Regions from separate parts of the Mus musculus genome. Here region 1 is linked to region 2. The links are chromatin contacts, called in public HiChIP or PLAC-seq maps. All regions are on one chromosome and are shown on one strand. The core of a region is the stretch at or near the end of the contact, and the rest is flanking DNA. Distances in the headings are between cores, read along the strand shown. Region 1 overlaps Gmcl1 (germ cell-less, spermatogenesis associated 1). Region 2 overlaps Gm52866 (a long non-coding RNA gene).

The links. HiChIP or PLAC-seq counts read pairs in DNA pulled down with a chosen protein or histone mark.
Region 1: an H3K4me3 HiChIP or PLAC-seq map of intestinal villus epithelium shows a contact between it and region 2, with 5 read pairs. The contact joins two enhancer-like sites. A contact is called at or near these places in 7 of 115 datasets of contacts at active chromatin or transcription factors (acute myeloid leukemia, bone marrow-derived macrophages, embryonic basal ganglia and 3 more) and 3 of 9 other capture datasets (adipose tissue, embryonic stem cells and liver).

The regions. Positions count from the first base shown.
Region 1 is chr6:86,704,503-86,710,838 of GRCm38.p6, forward strand. Gmcl1 (germ cell-less, spermatogenesis associated 1) reads right to left here. Exons shown (of 14, transcript NM_011818.3): 9 at 6,013-6,150; 10 at 2,901-2,970; 11 at 1-72. Among named protein-coding and RNA genes, the nearest start is that of Snrnp27, 23 kb to the left of the region's middle. Within about 2 kb of position 3,784, at least 10 of the 459 cell types and tissues checked have an H3K27ac peak or open chromatin away from gene starts, as enhancers often do. A contact at or near this core is called in intestinal villus epithelium, where this site is marked.
Region 2 is chr6:86,493,913-86,500,498 of GRCm38.p6, forward strand. It overlaps Gm52866 (a long non-coding RNA gene), which reads right to left. Exons shown (of 2, transcript XR_003956324.1): 1 at 5,611-6,586; 2 at 1,821-3,862. Among named protein-coding and RNA genes, the nearest start is that of Gm52866, 3.4 kb to the right of the region's middle. Within about 2 kb of position 3,784, at least 148 of the 459 cell types and tissues checked have an H3K27ac peak or open chromatin away from gene starts, as enhancers often do. A contact at or near this core is called in intestinal villus epithelium, where this site is marked.

The DNA of each region.
Region 1 (6,336 bases), core at 2,534-5,033, 210 kb after region 2:
CCATCTTTGGCAAGCTTTCGACCACACCTCATGCTGTTTCCCTCAAGTTCTTCTTTATTGATTTCTTGAGGCCTAAAATGATACAAGAACCATGAACTTTTACAGAAAACTAATTGAAAAAAACAAGACAAAACTGAGTTTAAAAGAATGGAAAGTTTTTCTACTGGCTAGAGAGCACTCTTACTGGGATAAAGTAATCTGTTAGGCCCTGGGTGTAGCTCAGTGACTAAGGGCTCACCTGAAAGCACCAGACCCTACAGTCACACTCAGCACTGATAAAGGAAAAAGAATATACTGATTAAATCAGACCTAAATGTCAATGTCTCACTGATTTGACTTCTAGATTACTTCCATGACGCTTGGTCAAACCAGAAAAGAGAGAATAAAATATCTGAGAAATTTTGTCTACCAGGAAAATATAATACTTAAAAAGTATAACTACTAAATCTATTATTTCTATGAGACATAGTTTGGTGTCACCTCCCCCATACAAGGAAGGTCTCATAGTGTAGCCCAGGCTAGCCTCTAACTTGTACTCCCCGCTGCTTCGGCCTCATAGGCGCTGGGATCACACGTCCGCACCAGCACAGCCAGCTCAGCATCAAGGTCTTGATGTCACCTATTTCAAATGCAAACTGTTTCTCATGGCATGTAATTCTTTAAGACCAATATTTCATAGGAAAAATCCATATAGTTTTTTCTATTTTCCTTCAGCTGGTTCCTTACTTTAAAATTTCTAATCATGAAACTGAAGGTACGATACAGAATGAGTAATAAACAAATCATGCCTTAGTATCTGGGAGCTCAGGCTAATGGGAGCTAGACACAGTAGCTGTGACCCGCGGGAAGAGGTGTGGTACAAACACATAGAGAGGAGAGGAGAGGCTGGGCCACCACAGGGTCAGGCAGACTGTGTTCTTGGTAGAGGAGGAATACAAGCAGCACAGTCTATGTGCCAGGATTTGGTCAGCTGAGCTAAGGTGACATGAGCTGGCACTAGAGGCAGCTGGGGTAGGTAGGCGGCTGAAGAGGCCTTGCTCGTGAGTTTCTCCTCAAGTTTTCCTGAGTTCCCACATGTATCCTGTGACTATTCAACTTTTTAGTATGACATTTTGCAGGCATATAAAAGAAAGCTGCAATGAGGCAAATACTCCCATTACCAAGCTTCTGTATCTGGGAAGAACAACTCAGTACCATCAGATGGTATTGTCTGTTTTTGCCTTCAGGCAGAAGTGACACACTGCATTTCTGTTTTAGAAAAATAATCCTCTTCAGTCTGGGAGAAGCCCTTGAAGGAGGCTTTACAGGATCCTAAGACAAAGTCCTTACACTTTGGCAGCCTGCAACTGGAGCAGATACTGGGCGGAAAGAACATGGCTATGCAGGCACACAGTATAAACTGCATGTAGTGCTAGGGCCTAGGACATCCTGCAGATAGGTTAGTAGTTGACCCTCAGCTATGCCCCAGCTGACACACATATTCCCCACGTCAAGCAAACAAGACACTTATAGAAGATGTCTCTTGGCTAAGTGAGATAGGACAAAGTAGAAAAAAAAAAACAACAACCCTCAACAAAGAACATCCTAAACTTAAAGCCAATACTCAGTACCACAGTCACCATCCACTACCTGATACCAGCACTTCAGATCTCATTTTCACTAAATAACTGACTCATTTTCTGTTTCTTTATTTGTCTGTAAAATTGAGGGGCTGTCTTTAGCCAGAGGTAGATAGAGAGACCCAGTCTGTCTGTCTGCCTGTCTGTCCTTTTTTTTGTGGGGAGAACTTGAGACAGAGTTTCTCTATGCAGCCCTGGCTATCTTGGAACTCACTCTATAGAGCAGGCTGGCCTCAAGCTCACAGAGAGTGCTGAGATTAAGGCATGAGTTACCATCACCTTGCTGTGAGATCCCATCCCAAAAAACCAAACCAAAACCAAACCAAAACCAAAACAAAAAAATGTCTTGTTAATTTCTAGGACACTTTCATATATCTGCTGTTTAGACAGAAACTTACAACAGGCTATTATTTTCGGGGAATTCTTTGTGTAAAATGAGTTAAAAGAGAGTGGAGAAAACAAACAAACAAACAAGCAAACCCACCCAACCCTTCTTCTTAAGCTTCTTTTGTGCAGCTGTAAGCATAATGGAAATACCTTCAAAATCTATGTAGTAACCATAATACTGCCACATACCACACTATGAAGATGAGCTTTGTCGTACATAAATATAAAAATCACACCTTCTAAATGTATCAGTTTAAAAAGTCATGGCAGTCAGATGAGATGAAAACACTGCCATCTAGAATCCTGTCTGCTGCGTGCCAGACAACAGCAGCACTTGAGGCCCAGACAACAGCAGCACTTGAGGCCAACAGGCAGAATTCTGAGGGCAGCAAGCAGCTGCAGCTTTCTGTCTGCAGAGGCTCTGCCTGGAAAGCTTCCTGTGGGCCAGGGTTCATGCTCACAGGCTTTCTGAAAACTGCCAAGGTTTTTTTTTTTTTCTTTTTTCGTGACAGGGTTTCTCTGTATAGCCCTGGCTGTCCTGGAACTCACTTTGTAGACCAGGCTGGCCTTGAACTCAGAAATCCGCCTGCCTCTGCCTCCCAAGTGCTGGGATTAAAGGCGTGCACCACCACTGCCCGGCTAAAAACTGTCCAGTATTTTGAAGCTTTTCCATCTAGTCCTCTTGTCTACCTATTTTGTTAGTTATTCCTAAGTGGCTCCACTAAATACAATATAAATATAATGTATAATAAATAGAAATAGAAATATTCTTAGCAAGGTTTACTTATTTATTTTGGATTGGAGACTCTGCTAGAGGTGTCAGCCTAGCACGTGCTAGGGTGAAGGTTCAAGCCCCCACACTACCAAGCCAGTACTATGATGTAGCATACTCACCCCACTTCACTGTCTTGTTCAGCCCGTAGCATAGCCAGCCACTGCTGTTTATACACTGCCGCCAGCCATTCTAAAACAGAAATGTCAATTGATAACTAGTTGACAAAACTTATTTCATTTTTGTGTTTTTGTTTTTTTTTGAGACAGGGTTTCTCTGTGTAGCCCTGACTGTCCTGGAACTCACTCTGTAGACCAGACTGGCTTCGAACTCAGAAATCTGCCTGCCTCTGCCTCCCAAGTGCTGGGATCAAAGGCGTGCGCCACTACCGCCCGGCCCTTATTTCTAAATTTATATTTAAAACAGCAATTTACAAAGCAGGTTGTTAACAATGTGACTCTCAGCTCTTTACCATGGTAAAGGCCTTTGAGCTTTCTCTCAGACTTAAGAATGACCTCCTTTCCAAAAGAGAAGTAAAAGCCTATGCTGCCTGGCGCTTCCATTTTCTCCTCACAGCGCACACTGATTTCCATTTGTGAGCATTATTCCTAACAGTGTTTTCACTTTTGTTTTGTCTTCCTTTGCTTGAGACAGGGTTTCTGTCCTAGAACCAACTCTATAGACCAGGCTGTCCTAGAACTCTCTCTGTATACCAGGCTGGCCCTGAACTCACAGACCTGCCTTTGCCTCCAAAGAGTGTGCCACCCTGGCTGTTTTCAGTGTTTAATAAAGTTCTATATTGGTAAACTTAATGGATTTTTCACTTATTAAGTTCTCTGTCACAACACTTCATTCTGGTAAACACACCATCTTTTGGGTTGTAGAGAGCTCTGCAGCAGGAGTACACAGGCAATGGTGTAGAACAAAGAAGGTCTTACTGGTTTGGACTTTACCCAATGGAAGGGTAACTGTGTGTCCCTTATCAGCATCTACATGAAACTTAAGACTGCCAGGAGCTGAGAAGACAGGAGAGGTTCCAAAGACCAGTGGAGAGCAGAGAGAGGGCTGAGGAGACAGGACTGTGCCAAGGGAATGTGGCTTTGCATGGCAGGAGAGAGAACAGCCACAATACACCAGACGTCTGATGCTGAGCAAGTCTCCCGAACAAGGTTAACGGTATTTCCATGGCTGCAAAGAAAAATGTTCCCAGGGCTGAGGTCAACTAATGAGAAGGCAGGTATATACATAAGCTGACTGGGGAGGGAAGAGGGTGAGTCAGACATCCAATCCTATGATATGGAGGAAGGATCAAGGGTTAGACCACAAGCAGTACTAGAAAGGACACTGGGGGCCAGCACTGGGACAGTCTTGACCTCCTTGTCTAGGTCAGCAGGGTGAAAGGTAAGGTTCTCTTTCAGTGTCTTTCAGTACAGTTAAATAAATGCACGGAGGGCACAGAAGACTTTGAGATTTTGTTGACTCTGACTCCATAAAGAAAAAACAAACAAACAAAAAACCCAAACCAAACCAAACCAAACAAGCCAAGGTTAGAAAAGCATGGTGCTAAGATGGGAAGCAAGCGGAGGAGTAAGGGAAGATGTGGAATAAGATGTCTGATGAGATGACCTAGGACAAATCTAATTTCATGAAATAATGAACTTCAACTGTGCCTAAAATGAAGACGGCCCCTGCCCGCCCGCCCTGCCACCTGGGCTCTGTGAGTGGCACTCAGGAGCTCTGCCTGTGACTTACATCTCTACTCCTCAGTTTCCTTCTGAGAGCACACACCAATCTGTGTTTATAATGTGAGCCGTGTAGCACTTTCTGTCTCCTCACAAAAGTGTGACATTTAATTTTAACTTATATTTTGCTTTTTAAGCTAAAATTTTTGAATACACAGAAAATTGTCTACATTTATAAGATGGAATTAATTTGTTTCAAGTCTTCTCATATTATATCATTTCAAATCACAAAGCAAAACAAACAAACAAACAAACAAACCCTGAAATCTGGACAGAATTTTTAAAAAATTTTTATACCAAATAAACTTCTTTAGACTCCAGATGTTAATACAGTTTTGCCTTCCAGAGACACAAAACGTGTCCACTTGTACCAGACACACCTAATGTATATAACAGACTGTTTTTTTCCAAATTTTATATCCTTTAAGATGGGGCTGGGGAGTTGGCTCTGTGTAAGAGCACCTGCTGCTATTCCAGAGGACCCAAGTTTGGTTCCCTGGCCACATCAGACAGCTCCTAACCACCCATCTGTAACTTCATTTCTAGAGAACCCAACGTCCATGGACACGCAGGGCCTGCACTCAAATACATAAAGACACATCCTATACATAATTAAATACATCTTTAGACAGCTTCAACCAAAGTTTGATCCGAAGGACACATGTCCTGTGGCATCTAATTTACATAATATCTATAACCTGCCTGATGTTTACCACACACTAAAACTACTATAGGCTTTCTTTCTTCCTTTCTTTTTGCTGCACTTTGCATCAAACTCAGAATCTTGAACATGTTAGGCAAATGCACTAATGAGCTTATATACTACTAAATGCAACTTGTCACAAATACAACAGATTTACAAAAATAAATTAGTACTTGTTCAAGAAATTTGAATTATATCAAGCAGATGTATTTGATGGAACATGTTTAAGAATTCAGAATAAGAAAAACCAGAAACTAAGCAAATTTAAAGAAAACTAACAGAAAAAGCTATAGCTGTAATTTTAAAAAAATATCAAAACTCACTTGTCAGGCTGTTATCCAAAGCAGCTCACTGGTTAACCAACCTGACAATACCCAGAGCCAAGTGTGTGGTTGCACACCCTGACGGCGGCACTTGGGAAGGAGAAGTAGCAGATGAACTGCTTCAAGCTGGGGCTGACTACAGCTTACCAGCAGGGCCTAGCATGCAGCTGAGGCAGTTTGATTCATACAGAAAAGAAAAACAAATATCCTATTGCAAAATGCTTCTTAGCCACTTAACTATGGTGGCAAGCACTTTAACACTGAAATATGATAAGGGAGATAAATCAGGATGAGAGGTGAGCACAGGAAGAGTATTCACATGCCCATCTCTTGGGCATAAAGACACTTACCTTAAGGGATCAAAGAGGACTTCCTGGTTTCTTTACTTTTCTTCCCTATGCAAGTATGAAATGCTACAATCAGAAAAACATGACTTTAAATCACAAAACACATCAGGTTTTCTTACCTGAAGGTACCAGAGAATCCTGCTCAATGATCCTTGCAGAAGCCAGATCACTGATAATGTACTGTAGCCTTAAATGTCTGAACACGGGCGCAAATGGTTTTCCCTGCTCAGTTTCAAGGAAAGTCGTCCCTTCAAAGTCTATTAAGAAAGTTTTAATTAAACAGCATTCTTGTCAAATGTGCTGTTTTACTAAATGCTTCTATGGATAGTCATAGACACAGTTTGCTAGAATGTAAGTAAGCCATTTCCAAGGATTTCAACACTCTTAGAATGAATCTAAGATTTGAGGAAACTTACAGGAACTTTGATAGATCTCTCAAATTA
Region 2 (6,586 bases), core at 2,534-5,033:
CAAACTGGAGTCCCCAGGGACTTCAAGAAGAGGTGCCCCGCCTAAGTCCCCAGACTGGCTTTATAAGAGATCTCATTAACTTCCCTTTTTTAAAGCACAGAGGAAATCCTCACATTCCTACCAAAAGACAGTCAGGGGGTTTCCATGATTGCTCTGTTGTGGACAACCTTCCACACACCCATGATTGTTTCCTCGAGATAAGGCGTGAGAGGAGGAAAGCCTGAGCCCAGCTCGCCCCTAGCTCATCTAACGAGAGGGGAGCCAGCTGCACTGCCCAGAACCTTCTACAGCTTCACAGCTTTGACAAGTGGGGTTTTAGAATACACTGGGAGACAAGAAAATCGTATTTGCTTTTGCTAAAGAGACTAGACAAGTTGAAGAGCACGCCTCAGTGGTTGTTTCTGTGCCGGTTACAGTGTTACGCTCTCCCACTGGGGTTCACTTGGTCTTCGAGACAAGGGTTTCTCTCCACTGTAGACCAGGCTGGCCTTAAACTCAGAGATCCGCCTACCTCTGCCTCCCAAGTGCCGGAATTAGAATTGTACATCACCACCTCCTGGCCCCCGGTTTATTTTTTTAGATTCTTCTTTATTATTACTATTTAAAAAAAAAAAAAGCCAGGCAGTGGTGGTACATGCTTGTAATGCCAGTACTCTGGAGGCAGAGGTAGGTGGGATCTCTGAGTTCAAGTCCAGCCTGGTCTACAGAGTTCTTTTTTTTTTTTTTTTTTTTTTTTGGTTTTTCGAGGCAGGGTTTCTCTGTGTAGCCCTGGCTGTCCTGGAACTCACTCTGTAGACCAGGCTGACCTCGAACTCAGAAATCTGCCTGCCTCTGCCTCCCGAGTGCTGGGATTAAAGGCGTGCGCCACCACGCCCGGCTCTTGGTCTACAGAGTTCTAGGACAACCAGGACGACATAGTGAGGCCCTGTTTCAAAAAAAAAAAAAAAAAGAAAAAACAAACAAAAAAGAAACAAAAGTGTATGTGTGTGTTTGTGTGTTTTGCTTGTGTCACATGCATGCATTGCCTTTAGAGGCCAGAAGAGGGCATCAGATCCTTTGGAACTGGAGTTACAGAGGGTTGTAGGTCAGTCACCATGTGAGTGCTAGGAATCAAACCAGAGTCCTCTGCAAGAATAGCTAGTGAGTAAGCTTTGTTGGTCACGGTGCTTATCGTGCCCCATACATCCACCTTCCCACCACTACCTCATGCCCACCACCTCTGTAAGGAGCTCCCCCATACCCACCACCTCTGTAAGGAGATACACACACACACACACACACGCCCTCCACCTCTGTAAGGAGGCTCTTTCCCCCCACATACCCACCACCTCTGTAAGGAGCCCCTCACACACACATGCCCACCATCTCTGTAAGGAGCCACACACACACATATGCCCTCCACCTCTGTAAGAAGACACACACACATGCCCTCCACCTCTCTAAGGAGGCTCTCTTCCCCCACATACCCACCACCTCTGTAAGGAGGCCCCCTACCCCCACATACCCACCACCTCTGTAAGGAGCCCCTCACACACACATGCCCACCACCTCTGTAAGAAGACACACACACACATGCCCTCCACCTCTGTAAGAAGACACACACACACATGCCCTCCACCTCTGTAAGGAGGCCCTCTCCCCCCACATACCCACCACCTCTGTAAGGAGCCCCCCAGCCCCCACATGTCCACTACCTCTGTAAGGAGCTCTCCTATACCCACCACCTCTGTAAGGAGGCCCACACACACACATGCCTCTACCACCTCTGTAAGGAGGCAGATTCTCTTGGGATCTTGCTGCTTCCAGTCTGTTTTTTTTCCTTCAGGCGTTTCCCATGGTAAAGGGGTGATGGAGAGCTCAGATCTGTAGAGGCACGGGCCACTCTGGCTGAACTAACCTTTGATTGCCAGGTAACAGGCCAGAGCCCAAGCAGTGGTTTTAATCCCGAGGTTCCCTGTGAGGAGGCAGGGGGAGGGGCTCTTGCCCCTAGCCCTGGGGTTTGCTTTGACTTGGGAAACCTTCACCAGAATGTGCTCCAGCTTGGCTATTCTTGTAGTCAAGAGCTCAGTTAAAAGGAACATTATTACCCTGGCCAAAGAAACTAACCTGATACATTCCTTACAGATACATGAAGACTGGCTGGAGGCAGGAGGACAGATAGACAGACTGGCAGTAGCCTGAGACTGGAGACTCCTCAGGTGACTTTATCCACTCACTGAACACCGTGACAAAGAGGTCAGGAGAAGGTTACTCAAGGGGAGAGACAACACACACACACACACACACACACACACACACACACACACACACACACACACGGTAAGAATGTTTATTGCTCTTCCAGAGGACCTCAGTTCAGTTCCAGGCACTTATGTGAGGCGCTCACGACCTCCTGTAACACCGCTCCGCATGAGCCAACGCCCTGCCCTCTTTGGCCTGAGGGCAATTGGACTCATTAGCACACACACATAATTTCAAATAAAGTAGAGATGTGATGAATAAAACAGGTTGGGTGGGGAGGGGGCAAACACTTGTAGTCTCAGAGAGTTCAAGGTCTCAGTTGGCAGAGTGCTCGCCTAGCACAAAGTCCTGAGCTTCATCCCCAGCAGTCCATAAAACAGTTATCTTCAGCTACATAGCAGATTCAAGGCTAGTTTGGGATACATGAGACCCTATCTCAAGACAAAACAAAACAAAAAATTCCCTCTATCCTGCTTCCATCCTCCCCCAAAAAGAAAGAAACGAAGCAGTTGAAACCCCTAACGGTAGAAGCAACAGGCTGCGACAATACACACATTGAATTGCATGTGTGTATTGTGTGTATAGGAAACAGAGGAGAGAGCTTAACTTGCACCAGCCGGTTCTGTTCCACTGCCTGAGGCCCAGGGATGGATCTGAGGCAGGCTTTTTGGAAGCAGCTTTGCACCCTAACCCATCTTGTGTGTGGCCTTTATTTCCTTTAGGGAGAGCCCTAAGGGTCCTAGGGAGTGAGTGGTGCAGCCCCACCCTGAGCAGTCCCTCACCGATGGACTACTAGGGTTTTAATTCCTCTGGGACACAATGTGATGGGCACTGCGAATTGGCCCACCTCCTTTGTAACTGCTGACTGCGATGAAACCCAATTGAACAGCCTGAACTCTAGGATGAATTTCTAGCCGTGACCCTTCCACTCACCCTTCTGAGTGACAGGACACTCCTGGCAACTTTTCCACCAGAAAATAGCCATCCAGGGGATTGCTGTGCCCACAAAGTACTTCCCTTCAAAGTCTCAGGAGGGCAGAGCTCTGGGCTCAGGGTGGAGCCCAGTCTGTACAGCGCTTGCCCGGTATGTCTGGCTTGCCTAGTTACACAGAAACTGGGCTTGGTGGGACATGCCCAGTGATTTCAGCTCCAGGGAGTTAGCGGCAGGAGGATCACAAGTTCAAGGTCATCCTGGGCTACTAAAGGAGTAAGTAAGAAAGGGAAGTCAGCCTGGAATGCATTAGAACGGTAAGGGGGGTGGGGCGGAGAAAGGAAGAGAGAAGAGGAGAGGGAGGAGAGGAAGAGAGGAGAGGAAAGGAGAGAAGAGGACAGAGGAGGTAGAGAGGAGGAGGGGAAGAAAAGAGACCGGGTGGTAGACACCTGACCCAGGCGGACAAGTCAGATTCTCTTGGGAATTTGAAACCTGAACGCAAAGACTCAGCCTAGTGGCCAGCGCAGCAGCAGCAGCAGTATCCAAACCACGGTGTTTTAGAAAGAAGGTCCGGGCTGCCCAGGATCCTGCCTGTCTGCTGTAGTAGCTCTTCCTCTTGACCTCTGAGCCACCCCAGTGTCCTTCCAAAACGTAGCTCTTGGTCTTGGTGGGCAGAGTAGCTTCCTAGCCCTGAAAATCAAACAAAACACTAAGCCACACAAAACAAGCGAGAGGAAACCACTCCAAACAGCCTTGGGAGGCGTGGGGGTTGAGTCGGGGTGGGGGGTGGGGGAGTACACTTCGGACTTGACATTTTAACTCTTTTTATACCCAAGTAGTGTTTTGCGTGGCTTGATTTTAGTTTTACGTTTTACTCAGAGTCTGGCTTTGTAACCCATCCCAGGCCAGCCTTCATGGGTGCAGGTATGACAGGCAGCGCCCCAACTCCAGAGCACACTCTCTTTTCTTTCTCCGGAACTTTTTCTTTCTGACAGCGACCCATTTGTCAGGCTGCGTCTGAACTCTTCAACCAAAGGCGACTTTGACTTGTGATCTTCCTGCCTTCATCTCCCACACACTGGGATTCCAGGCTTGAGCCACCAGGCCTTGTTCCAAAACAAAACAAAAACAACAAAAAACAAAACAAAACAAAATACGGGTCTCATGAAGGCCAAGCTAATTCAGAGCCCCCTGTGTAGCTGAGGCTGGCCTTGAACTCCCCTGGATGCTGGAGTTAACAGCGTGGACCTCCATGGCAGGTACCAAAGCACTTTTGAATCTTTGTTTTCATGGCAAACTGTATAGCTTTGGAAAAGCTCTACCATGATCGTTAATTTCCTGGACTTTAACACAGGCATGGCTCACTCATGAAGTTGATTTGTTACTTGTCGTTTAACACAGGCATGGCTCACTCATGAAGTTGATTTGTTACTTGTCGTTTGGCAGGGTTTTGTTTGGTTTTGGTTTAATTTTTGGCTGTGCTAGGGGTGGAACTCATGGTCTTGCAAACATTAAGTCAGGACTCACTGTATTCTAGGCTAGTCTGAAACACATGTCAAGCCTCCAGCCTCAACCTCTGAAGTGTGTTGGGATAACAAGCATGAGCTATCACCCTGAGCTCCTCAGCTTTTTCTTTTGGTGGTGGTGGTGGTGGGGTGTTGGGGGCGGGGAGAGTGGTGGTGGTGAGGAGCAGGGGTTAAGACAGGGTCTTAGTTTGTAGACCAGGCTGGCCTCAAATTCATAGAGATCTACCTGTTTCTGCCTCCTGAGTGCCACCACCCCTGGTAAATTAATGTATGTATGTATGTATGTATGTATGTATGTATGTATGTATGTATGTATGTATATATGTATGCATTCCGCATTCCGTGTTAGGGATAGAACCCAACACCTTGTGCATGCTACTCAAAGTACCATTTAATACACCCTCAGCCCCAGCCAAATATTTATTGAGGGCTGGAGAGGTGACTCAGTGGGTAAAAACACTTCTTACAAGCCAGGCATGGTATGGTAGTACACGCCTTTAATCTTAGCACTGGGGAGCTAAGGTAGATAGCTCTCCAAGTTGGAGGCTAGCCTGGTCTACAGAGAGAGAGTTCCAGGACAGCCAGGACTATACAGAGAAATCCTGTCTCCAAAAAGAAGAAGAGGAAGAGGAGGAAGAGGAAGAAGAAGAGAGGAGGCAAGGGGAGGAGGAGGAAGAGGGGAGGGAGGAAGAGGAAGACAAGGAGGAGGGGGAGGAGGAAAAGAAAGAAAGAAAGATGTGCTGCTGTTCTAGAGGACCTTGGTTCTGTTCTCACATGGATGCTCACACAAGGGTCTATAACTCCAGTTCCAAGGACCTTCTTCTGGTGAGCAGATATACATACCAGCAAAACACCCACATACACGGGGGCGGGGATGTTTGCTTCTGTTAGTCTCCTGTATAAGAAACTGACCTTGAACTTTGTAAGCAAGGGTGATCTTGAACTCCTCATCATTCTGCCTCTGCCTCTTCAGTACTGGAGTTATGGGGCTGAGGACAAGGCCGGGGGCTGAGGACAAGGCCGGGGCCTGGAACCAGCTGTATCCTTAGCCTTAAGGGTCTTTTCACTGATGCAGTAAATAAGCGCTCAGCCTATGCAGGGTTATGCTTCTAGGGTGTATTTTTCCAAACCCTTTGTGCTAGTTCCTTCCAAAGACCTCCCCCTCGCCCATCCACCCACCCTTTGCCCTTTCCCCTGCAGCCTTCCTATGGGAAGGCCCCACTTAACAGGAACTGCTAGAAAAGTGCAAAGCATTTGCTCACAGCCCTCTGGCTCCACAGGTCCATCTTCCTGCCTTCCAGATAAAGAGATCAAAGTTCCCCAACAACTGACTCTCCAGATGGCTTGTGTGAGGAGAGGGCAGGGGAGGAGGAAGACAGGATGGTCCACTGAAAGGTAGGATGGGAAGTTCTTCCCTGAGAGCTGAGGTCTCTACCCAGCAGGCAGCCAAGGATCTGTCCTAGTTCAGAGCCCATTCATCGCTGCTGCAGGGTCAGATGCAAGACCCCAGAGTCTCACCTCCATCCCTGAACTGCTCAAGCTGGAGGGATCCTCTGAGTTCCGTTGTGAGTGGGAGAGTCTCTGGGGGCAGCAGAAAAAACTGCTGTCTAGTTTCTTGTTCTTTCACTGTGTGTGTGTTTGTATATATGTAAACAAAGGAACAGCAAAGTGAGACAGAATGTCCCCTCAAGTACCTGTATTTCTTAAAAAGAAATTAAGAAATAGCCCACAGGGCTGGAGAGACCCCTCAGCAGTTAGGAACACTTTTTCTTGCAGAGGAACTGGGTTTGGGTCCCAGCACCCACACGGCAATTTTTGACTACCTGTAACTCTAGTTCCTAGGGATCCCGTGTCCCCTTCTGGTCTCCTAAGATACCAGGCACACACG